Linked DNA regions of Zea mays: region 2 is linked to region 1. Evidence: chromatin contacts called from public Hi-C data. All regions are on one chromosome and are shown on one strand. The core of a region is the stretch at or near the end of the contact, and the rest is flanking DNA. Distances in the headings are between cores, read along the strand shown.

Region 1 (4,627 bases), core at 1,341-3,840:
CTGGTGGACGTCTAGGGAGGCGCGATTTCTCCGTAAACCATGGATCTTCCAGGAGAGCGTGGAGAAGGATGGAGGTTGGTGCTTCGCCAACGATGGAAACCTTGCCCGGAGCCTTGATTGAAGGCCTGCGTATTTGCGCGAGCGAGGCCGATACGGTGGGGAGCGGGAATTGTGCATGGATTGAAGGTCGCAGGATGCGGGGCGGGGTGCTCCAGCGGCAGAACGTCTGAGGTGTGGACGCCTACACTATACACATAAGTAGTAGTAGAGATTAGTTCACTGGAAAAAAAAGCTATATAGAGACGGTTTGTAACCTATTATTATTGACGATGGTAGGAGCCAATAGAAAACATTTTTTAACAACTGGTTAATTAAGAACCGCTAGTGAAAATCAATTTCCACTAGCGGTAGAGTAAGACAATCGACAATAGAAATCATTTTCACTCGCGATTGGTATAAAAACCGTACAATTTTTTTTAGAAACTACAAACCGGGTTTTAAAACAGCAAAATAAAATATTTTAATCATTGAGGGCCCACCCGTCCATCTTGAGGTGGCAAGTCGCAGTTTTTTTTCTGCAAAATTCACGCGCGCCACGAGTCTAGTGGCAATCTAATCCCTAACCTCACCGTCATGTTTAGCCTCCTGTTTCACTTAGGGGATGTTTGGTTGCTCCTGCTAAAGTTTAGCCCGGGTCACATTAAGCGTTTGACTTTTAAATAGGAGTATGAAATATAGACCCAACCAACTGGACTAGATTCGTCTCGTCTTTTAATTTTCGGCTGACAAATTAGTTTTATAATTCGACTACATTTAATACCCGGAACGGAGGTTCAAACATTCGATGGGACATGAGCTAAATTTTAGCGGGGTGTAACCAAACACCCCCTTACTTGTGTTTAGATTACAGTTTTGTTGTCCATCACTAACAGTTTCCTAAGTCGGGCCAGCATTTTATTTTTTATTGGCGTTCGAAACTATACATAGAAATTAGACTTTCCTGCAAGCATAAAGTTTTTTTTACTAGTGGTTTACACAAAATATATGTGGTTATTCTATCTTGGGCACGCCGTACCTGATTCGTTCAAGGTCGACCACAGCTGACTTCTTTTATTTATGCATTTGTTTATTTTGAACAAGCGATTATTCTAAGACACGAGCAAGTATAACATGTGTGTGGCTTTATATAAATTTATTGGCTCCAGTATATCGACAAAATCTGATGAAAAGCAAGTAAGCAGCGCAGTTGAGCTACCGTTCTCGTCGTGACTCGTGAGCTAACTTTGTGTGATCTGAGATATTTCATTCTAATTGTTCTCCACTTCTTCAGGCTTCAGCAGCAACTTATTTCATTTCCGGATGAAAAGTGAAAACAGATCGAATACCGTAGGCCTGCAGATTTTATTTAATACACCAAAAAACATTTTTTTACAATATTATGGTTTAACAAATAGAAGGTTTGTTCCATCCAACTAGAAGTTTTTAAAAACAAAAAGGTAAAATCTAAGGCTCTGTCAAATACTTAAAAAATGTTTTGCAACCAAACTAAGGCGCTGTTTAAATTCTTTAGTCGCCTTGCTAAACTTAGGAACTAAACTTTAGTCCTTAAAATAACTTGTTTGGTTTTAGAGACTAAAACGAACTAAAGAGCATTAATTATTATGTATAAAGACAAGATCACCCCTAATTGCAGAGAGATAGAGGGGAAAATCTCGTAGAAAATGCAAATTTAGTCACTTATGGTCCCTCGGCCCTCTGCTCGAACTTTATCTTTGCTTAGTCCACGAAGCTCTTCCTCTGAGTTTGTCAAGCTATCTTTAAGTCACATCATCTTGAGTTTACATTGAACATCCATCTTCTTACGATATGATCAATAATCATATTCATCCTTCTTTCATGTCTTCTGTTCTTTTGTCATAACAAACCATCTATGCATGAGACTTCTCCAATTCATCAACTCATGTCTCATTATCCAATGTCAACCATGTTTGCTTTCTCATACCATTGTGGTATCCCAAATACTCATATCTAACTGACTATACTATGGAATATCCCCGCCATTACTTTGTGTTGAACCATTTTATACTTCCATATAGCTTTCATGTTCAACGCTTAACAAACTTTCTGTGTTTTAAAGGAGGCCTTAAGCTACATATGGAATTTTAACCATTTTTTACATTTTTCCTGTAAAGTTTCTATATAGTTCCTATTACATTCCTGTGTTTTAAAGGAGGCCTTAAGCTACAGTCAACAAATCGTATATATAGCCGTGCAAACCACTGTTTTGCAATGTAGAATACATTATTTACAAAGTAGAGTTTAGAATAAGAGATGCGAATGAGTAAGATTCTAGAGATAGACTTAATAAGCCCATTTTAGACACACACTTCTAGTGACGCTCATTGAGAAAATAAAAAGGACATGTACACTAGGTCACAAGTACAAGAAGCGTGCGCGCGTGGTATTTTTCATACACATATGTCTTATTAACAATACGCAGTTCCACGTCATTATAGCAAAACAGGCTGAATCCACGTTTTTTTTTTAAAAAAATAGTACTAGTAATCGTAGTGTGGTCTCGGCGATACAAGTGGCATTCCATTCTGCTGCTTTCCATGGGGCAGCCGCCGCCCGCCAGCGAAGCCCCCTGCACACGTTTGACTCCCCCGGCTCACCCGCCACATGCAGTCCATCCTCAACCATCTCCACCATTAATCCAATCCCTCCTCGCTAATCTTAAATTTCTTAATTAAATCCACCCTCCTCTTAATGGCCTTCCTCTTTTTCGTTGCCCCACTTCACACCTTTAATTACAAAATACTGCAACCCCTTCTCCTCCTCCTCCCCCCTCCCTTTGCTTCCCCTTTACTCCCCCCCTCTCTCCTTCATGTACGCAGGTGCGCGCCGTGCTGGGTTTGCCGGTTTCTCCTCTTTCGCCACGGAGCAAAAGCCGCTCGCCCTTGTCCAGGCTCCGCATTCCGGCGCCACTGCCAGCAAGCCGGAACAGTAAGGCGCCTGGCCTCTCTCCAGTTCTGACTGAGGCCTGAGGGCGCGCATAGGGGAGCTCGTCATGGAGTTCTCCTTCAATGGGGTTTGATGCGAGGTGCTGGTGCTGCCAAGGTGATTTCCTCTTGCTGTGCTTCGTTTCTCGTTTAGGTGTGTCGACGACTCCTTGTCTTGTGGTGTGTTCTGAATTCTGATGTCGACAGGGCCCCTAATTCCTGTACATTGTCCCTTGACCGGATTATCTTCTTCCGAATTCCCTGTATGCTCGGCATGTCGCGTCCATTATTCCGCTGTTTGATTTAGTTTCCTTTCCTGCGTGCTTCCTCCCCGCTCACATGGAAGTGGAACCGAACCGTGCTCTCAGAGGATGCGTAGCTTTCTTCTCCAGACAAAATTTGCCCTTTTCCTCCTGTAGTTCCGCTCATGTGCAGCTTCAGGTCCCTGAGTTGGCTAACGTACCTTTTCTTTTTTCCTTTCTTGCGCAGGTAAATAAAGCGGTTGGGATAAGTTTGTAAATTGCTTTGTCAAACCAGGACAAGGTTCTGAATCAGGGGCAGGCAACCTCTCGCGTAGCCTGTTCATCTTCATCAGACAGGCCCAAGGATATGTCGTCGTCCAACAACTCTGTCAGCGCGGCGCTGTCAGGAACGACGCCCGTGTTCCGGCTGAGAGTATGGCAGCTGATTGCCATCGCCGTCGGGATAGTCATGGCGATCCTGCTCGTCATTGCGTTGTGCCTTTCGCTGCGGAGGAAAAAGAAGACAGTGAAAGGGTTCGACAACACTTCGCTGGCCGAGATCCCGATCGTCTCCAAGGAGATCAACGTCGACAGAGTCGATGCGCAGAGCCTACATGACGGTGAAGCGCCCTTCATGCCGGTGCAGGATAAGTACTCGCAGACCAAAGGCGCAGGGCAGCTGGGAGGGCGTAGATCCGTCGACGTCGACGCGTTCAGCCAGTGCAGCTCGGTGTACAACATAGAGAAGGCCGGGAGCTCGTACTCCGAAGATTACAGCTACAGCAGCTCCGGTCCGGCTAGGAAAGGCAGCTCACCGTATGCGTATTCAGCGTCGCCGCTGGTTGGCCTGCCTGAGCTGTCGCATCTAGGCTGGGGCCACTGGTTTACCTTGAGGGACCTGGAGTGCGCCACGAACCGGTTTGCGAAGAGCAATGTTCTTGGGGAGGGTGGCTACGGAGTTGTCTACAAGGGCCGTCTGGTGAATGGGACTGAGATCGCCGTGAAGAAGATCCTTAATAATGTGTAAGTGTACAGTCTCGCTGAGTTTACCTTGTAATGTATTGACTTAGAGCTGAGATTTGGTATCTGGTTTGCAGGGGGCAGGCAGAGAAGGAATTCAGAGTTGAAGTTGAAGCCATCGGTCATGTTCGGCACAAGAATCTGGTCCGCCTTCTGGGATATTGCGTGGAAGGGATACATAGGTTGGCATTTCGTCCTTTTGGTTCCTTCTTTCTGCTGGATTTATTACATCTGTTTCTATGAAAGATCATAAAAGCTGCTAGGACCAGCATACATGCTTCAACGCCTACAAGTTCATCATGATATCTGTAGTTCTTTACTAGACATCATGTCCTGAAGATTCACAGTGGATCAAGTGTTCAA
Region 2 (4,627 bases), core at 1,073-3,572, 550 kb after region 1:
TGCAGCGGCGGTGACCAGGCGTTAAGAGATTCTGATGGATATGTGGACTTCGATAGCTTTGGCCGCCTCAATGTCTTAGATCTCCAGGTCAGATGTGTTTCTATCTCCGATCTGTTTATTCTCTCCACTTTCAGATGGTTTCTTTAGTGAGGTTTGAACTGACTTACATTGTTCAGAACATGATGGTGACGTATAATTTTGACTAGAATTCCTGTCTACTGATATTTTTTTAATATTTTCTGATATACCACTTAGTAAATTTGCAGGAGCAGATTTTCCTTGCCGTTGGCACTTCTAGTCTGTGTAAAAAAACTAAAAATGATTAACCTTTAAGGCATTAGTGGTTATCTTTGTACTGAGAACATCGGACGGACCATTTTTTCCTTCAGGTGCAGATTCGCCGTCTTCCAAAGCCTGTCATTGCTATGGTATGATCATAAGTTCATAACTATACTTCGCCTTTTTGCTATCTCCTTCGCCATCATATGGATTGATTTTGTGATGTTTACTATCAGGTTGCTGGTTATGCTGTTGGTGGTGGACATGTTTTGCACATGGTGTGTGATATAACAATTGCAGCAGAGAACGCGATATTTGGGCAGACAGGGCCCAAGGTGATATTTTTGCTCTATTCTGTATCTTGTGATTACCGAGGATGCAGATAATACCAATAAAGTGAAACATCGTATTTTACATAATCAGTTCATAGCAGGGTTACCTTTTCTGTGTTCATTAATCAATCCCTTATTGTCTTTTCGCTAAAACTATATACTTGCAGTGTATTTTAACATCCCAATCTGTAACTCCTATCACAGGTTGGAAGCTTTGATGCTGGTTATGGATCTTCGATAATGTCCCGGTTGGTGAGTTATCATACTATCAATCTAGTGAGGTAGTAGAAAATGTCGCATTATTCCTCACACACTTTGAAAAGAAACACCTTCAATACTCAAAAGTTTTTATTCTTAATAACACATTCTTAAAAGTTGACTTGTACGCTATTCCATTTCATATTATCGACATGCTCGTGATACATAAACAGCATGCTGTTGTTGCTCCAATTATATATTTCTCATGGACAGGTTGGACCCAAGAGAGCCCGTGAAATGTGGTTTCTGTCACGGTTCTACACAGCTGACGAAGCTGACAAAATGGGACTCGTGAACACCGTAGTACCGGTAAGCGCTGAATCCAGGGTCAATTACTAAAAACCAAACTGTTTCAGTCATGCCGATCCACTGACAAGTACACGCTTCTGTACACTAGCTTGCTGAACTGGAGCAGGAAACTGTCAAATGGTGCCGTCAGATCTTAAGAAACAGCCCCATGGCTATTCGCGTGCTGAAATCTGCACTCAACGCGGCAGATGATGGCCATGCAGGCCTTCAGGTAAAGCCTGCCAAAATGCTAACCCTTCCCTTGGAAGTTGGAACTGCTGCTGGTGAGCTTCTATCTGCATGTTGCATTACTGATGGCGCTTCTGCTCTAGGAGCTTGGCGGGAATGCCACGCTAATATTCTACGGCACGGAGGAGGCAAAGGAAGGGAAGAACGCGTACATGGAGAGACGACGCCCAGATTTCTCCAAGTTCCCACGCAAACCTTGAGTTTCAGCTCTTTGCTGAACTGGCCAATTATTTTACTGATCCCCCCACCCCACCCAACTTGGATCATTATGCTTACTCTACATTGAGGAGACGGACGATAATCATTTTCACTCCAATCAATTTTCATATATACACGATAAATGTATTTTGCATGAAAATTCAGATCAATGAAAAGTAAATCTTGATGTATTTGATTCACCTTTGCCTTCACTGGCCGGGCAGGAGGGAGATCCTTAATAATTATATATGCGCTTCAACATTCGTGCTTCTTACGAGTAGCGCGGAGAAACTTTTCATGGTTTTCTTCCTCATTCTAGGCAGAAAGCTGGCTTTACTTGAGTTTCGCTTGCTGATTTACACACGTATTCTATGGCACAGAGGAGAAAATTTCATAGTTTTCTTCCTTATTTTATTGTTTTGATTTTTAATTCCATTTCCTTGCCTATGGCCCACCCGTCGAAAGAAAGGATTTGCGGTGGGCCGTGACGCAACTGCTGACGAGGCCCAAATTTGACAAAGGAAGCCCGGTTATTCTGACGCTTTGCCCTTTCCCTTTCTCTGCTCCGGCCTCCGAGCACCTAGAGTCGCGTCCCCAATCTGCACAGCGGCGGGATCCCCTACAGGCCGCAGCAGCACACCGCACAATGGTTCGGTCCACAAATACCGCGCCACGTGCACATCTCAGCCAGCCCTACCGCACAGGATCCCGTCTCCTCACCGCCGCACAACAAATAGAACCACGCCCACAATTCTGTGAACAACGCAGAGAAAAGAAAACCGCTCCAATCCGGAAGCTGAAAATAGCAGAAGAATCCAGAGGCGACTCCAGGTTTGTCGGCGATGCTGCGAGCGGGAGGCAGGCGGCTCCTCGCCCCGGGGCTCCGTCGGCTCGGCCTGGGCACAGGCGCCTCCGGCGAGGCGGGTCCTGCCGCGGCGGCGGCGGGGGTGAGGGCGTACCACGAGCGGGTGGTGGACCACTACAACAACCCGCGGAACGTAGGTTCCTTCGACAAGGACGACCCCAACGTCGGCACTGGGTTGGTCGGCGCGCCAGCCTGCGGCGACGTCATGAAGCTGCAGATCCGCGTCGACGAGAACTCCGGCAAGATCGTCGACGCCTGCTTCAAGACTTTTGGCTGCGGCTCCGCCATAGCGTCCTCGTCCGTCGGTGAGCCTCCTCAGCCCTAGCACCACGTCTGGAGTTCCTCTCGCCTCCTCCTAGGTGGTTCGGGTGTAGCGTATAGTGTAGTCTCAGTCCTCCTTTTTTCTATGAATTGAGTTACATCACTAATTGGTTATCTAGTTATCCCGATGCCTTTATTCCAATTGTGGAGACCTTTTGCAGATAAAGATGAATTGTAACCTCTGAATTGAGTCACATCACTAATTGGTTATCTAGTCATCCTGATGCCTTTATTTCGATTGTGGAGGTCATTTGTAGAGAAAGATGAATTGCAGCTAGCTTAGTATTGTGTTTCTTATATGTGCCATTTTTTCGGGGACTATGTGAGGTACAGTTTGTAAGTAATCAATTTGATTTGTGATGGTACAGATATATCGACTGTACTGCTAAATTTCATCTGTATTGCTGTTTCGTTTCAATTTGCCTAATTTTGGTGCTTTAGACCTAAACTGGCTAGTTGTGTTGAATTTTAGACATATGCGATGCAATCATTTTATTTTTGGTGCTTTGGACCTACTCCCACCCTTCCAATTATAAGAAATTTTGACTTTTCTAACTATGTAGGTTTTACTATGCGCTTACATATATCTAGATCTATAGTAAAAGCAATGTAACTAGAAAATAATTGACTAGTTGTGTTCAATTTTAGACATGTGTGATGCGACCATTTTAGCTACAGATAAGTTTTATGACAAAGAAGTTCCATATGACTTGCATACTCATCATATGGTTAATGCTGAAATATTTTTTATATCAGATCTGCTAGTTTAGAGCTAATAAATGTGTATGCTGAGTGTTTTGTTATGATTCTGGTTCTTGCATGATTTTCTGGATTGTAGTTGTCCAAAAGGGGAGGCCCGGTGCAGTGTTGATGTTGAGAGTTGTCTCACTGAGTCATCAGGTCACGGTTCAAAGCTGCTTCCCCGCATTTGTAGGAAAAAGCTTGCATCAGTTTATCCTTTTCCCAAACCCCACTCATGTGGGAGTCAACGGGATTGGGTCTGCCTTTTTATGCTGTTTTTTTTTTTGTAATTATCAAGGAGAATGGCCATGTAGGATCTAGAAGTTACATCTTAATATTAATAAAAAGGGTTAATTGTATACATGCCACTCAACTTTTACAAAATTAGACGGCAATTTTATTTTGATGCCATGGAGTGACATGAAAATAAACTAGTTTCCAATTTTTCAAAATTTTAAGTGGCATGTTTCCAATTGACCCTAACAAAAATGATAGTCGTGTAGTTAGAGAAGTTCTTATTTCAATCAGTAGATTCAGATGCTTGTAGTTTATATAGTTTTTATTAGTTGCTGAACCAAATTGGTTCAGATATGATAGACAATGTGCCCTGGTTTTGATGTTCTTACTAACTTAGTAATGGAAGGGTACTATGGAAATGTCTAGGAAGATAATCCTGCAAATAATGAAATAGTCAACAGAATGATCAGGCAACTTTTAAGTCATTGGTTTGATGATATTATGCATATAATACCTAACCTCCTGCATTATTAGAGTAATTCTAAGAGACTATATATCCTTTCTAATTGTTAGGAATAGAGATTTTGATAGACAAATACCCTCCAACAGCTTATTTAAGTGGTTATCCAAATATAGCCATCCTCTATTTTGAATTTCTTGCTAGCCAGAGATAGATAGTGAAAATGACTCTCTAGCGTGTGCACATTATATTTAAAAGCTCTTGGAGAGTGAAAAGATATATAAAGGAATTTTTATGTAGCTCCAAATGATGATTTTGAGAGTGAGTTGTTCTTATGAATGATATTGCTGTGAATCACAAAATGTGGACATTCTGTTGTACTGTGTGACTTGTAAGCCA

Evidence for each region. Hi-C and Micro-C count contacts between places; a contact is called where the count stands out from the background.
Region 2: a contact with region 1 is called in a Hi-C map of tassel, with 3 times the contacts expected there. The contact joins the promoter of LOC100280542 here to the promoter of LOC103651392 in region 1. A contact is called at or near these places in 2 of 25 Hi-C or Micro-C datasets (ear and tassel).

What each region holds. Positions count from the first base shown.
Region 1 is chr3:216,796,348-216,800,974 of Zm-B73-REFERENCE-NAM-5.0, forward strand. It overlaps LOC103651392 (probable receptor-like protein kinase At2g42960), which reads left to right and starts at 2,591. Exons shown (of 8, transcript XM_008677029.3): 1 at 2,591-3,120; 2 at 3,492-4,267; 3 at 4,342-4,446. The coding sequence starts at 3,612.
Region 2 is chr3:217,344,018-217,348,644 of Zm-B73-REFERENCE-NAM-5.0, forward strand. It overlaps LOC100280542 (nifU-like N-terminal domain-containing protein), which reads left to right and starts at 2,323. Exons shown (of 3, transcript NM_001153461.2): 1 at 2,323-2,774. The coding sequence starts at 2,447. LOC100304279 reads left to right here. Exons shown (of 9, transcript NM_001165722.1): 3 at 1-87; 4 at 390-428; 5 at 516-614; 6 at 816-863; 7 at 1,083-1,178; 8 at 1,267-1,389; 9 at 1,490-1,794. The coding sequence ends at 1,606.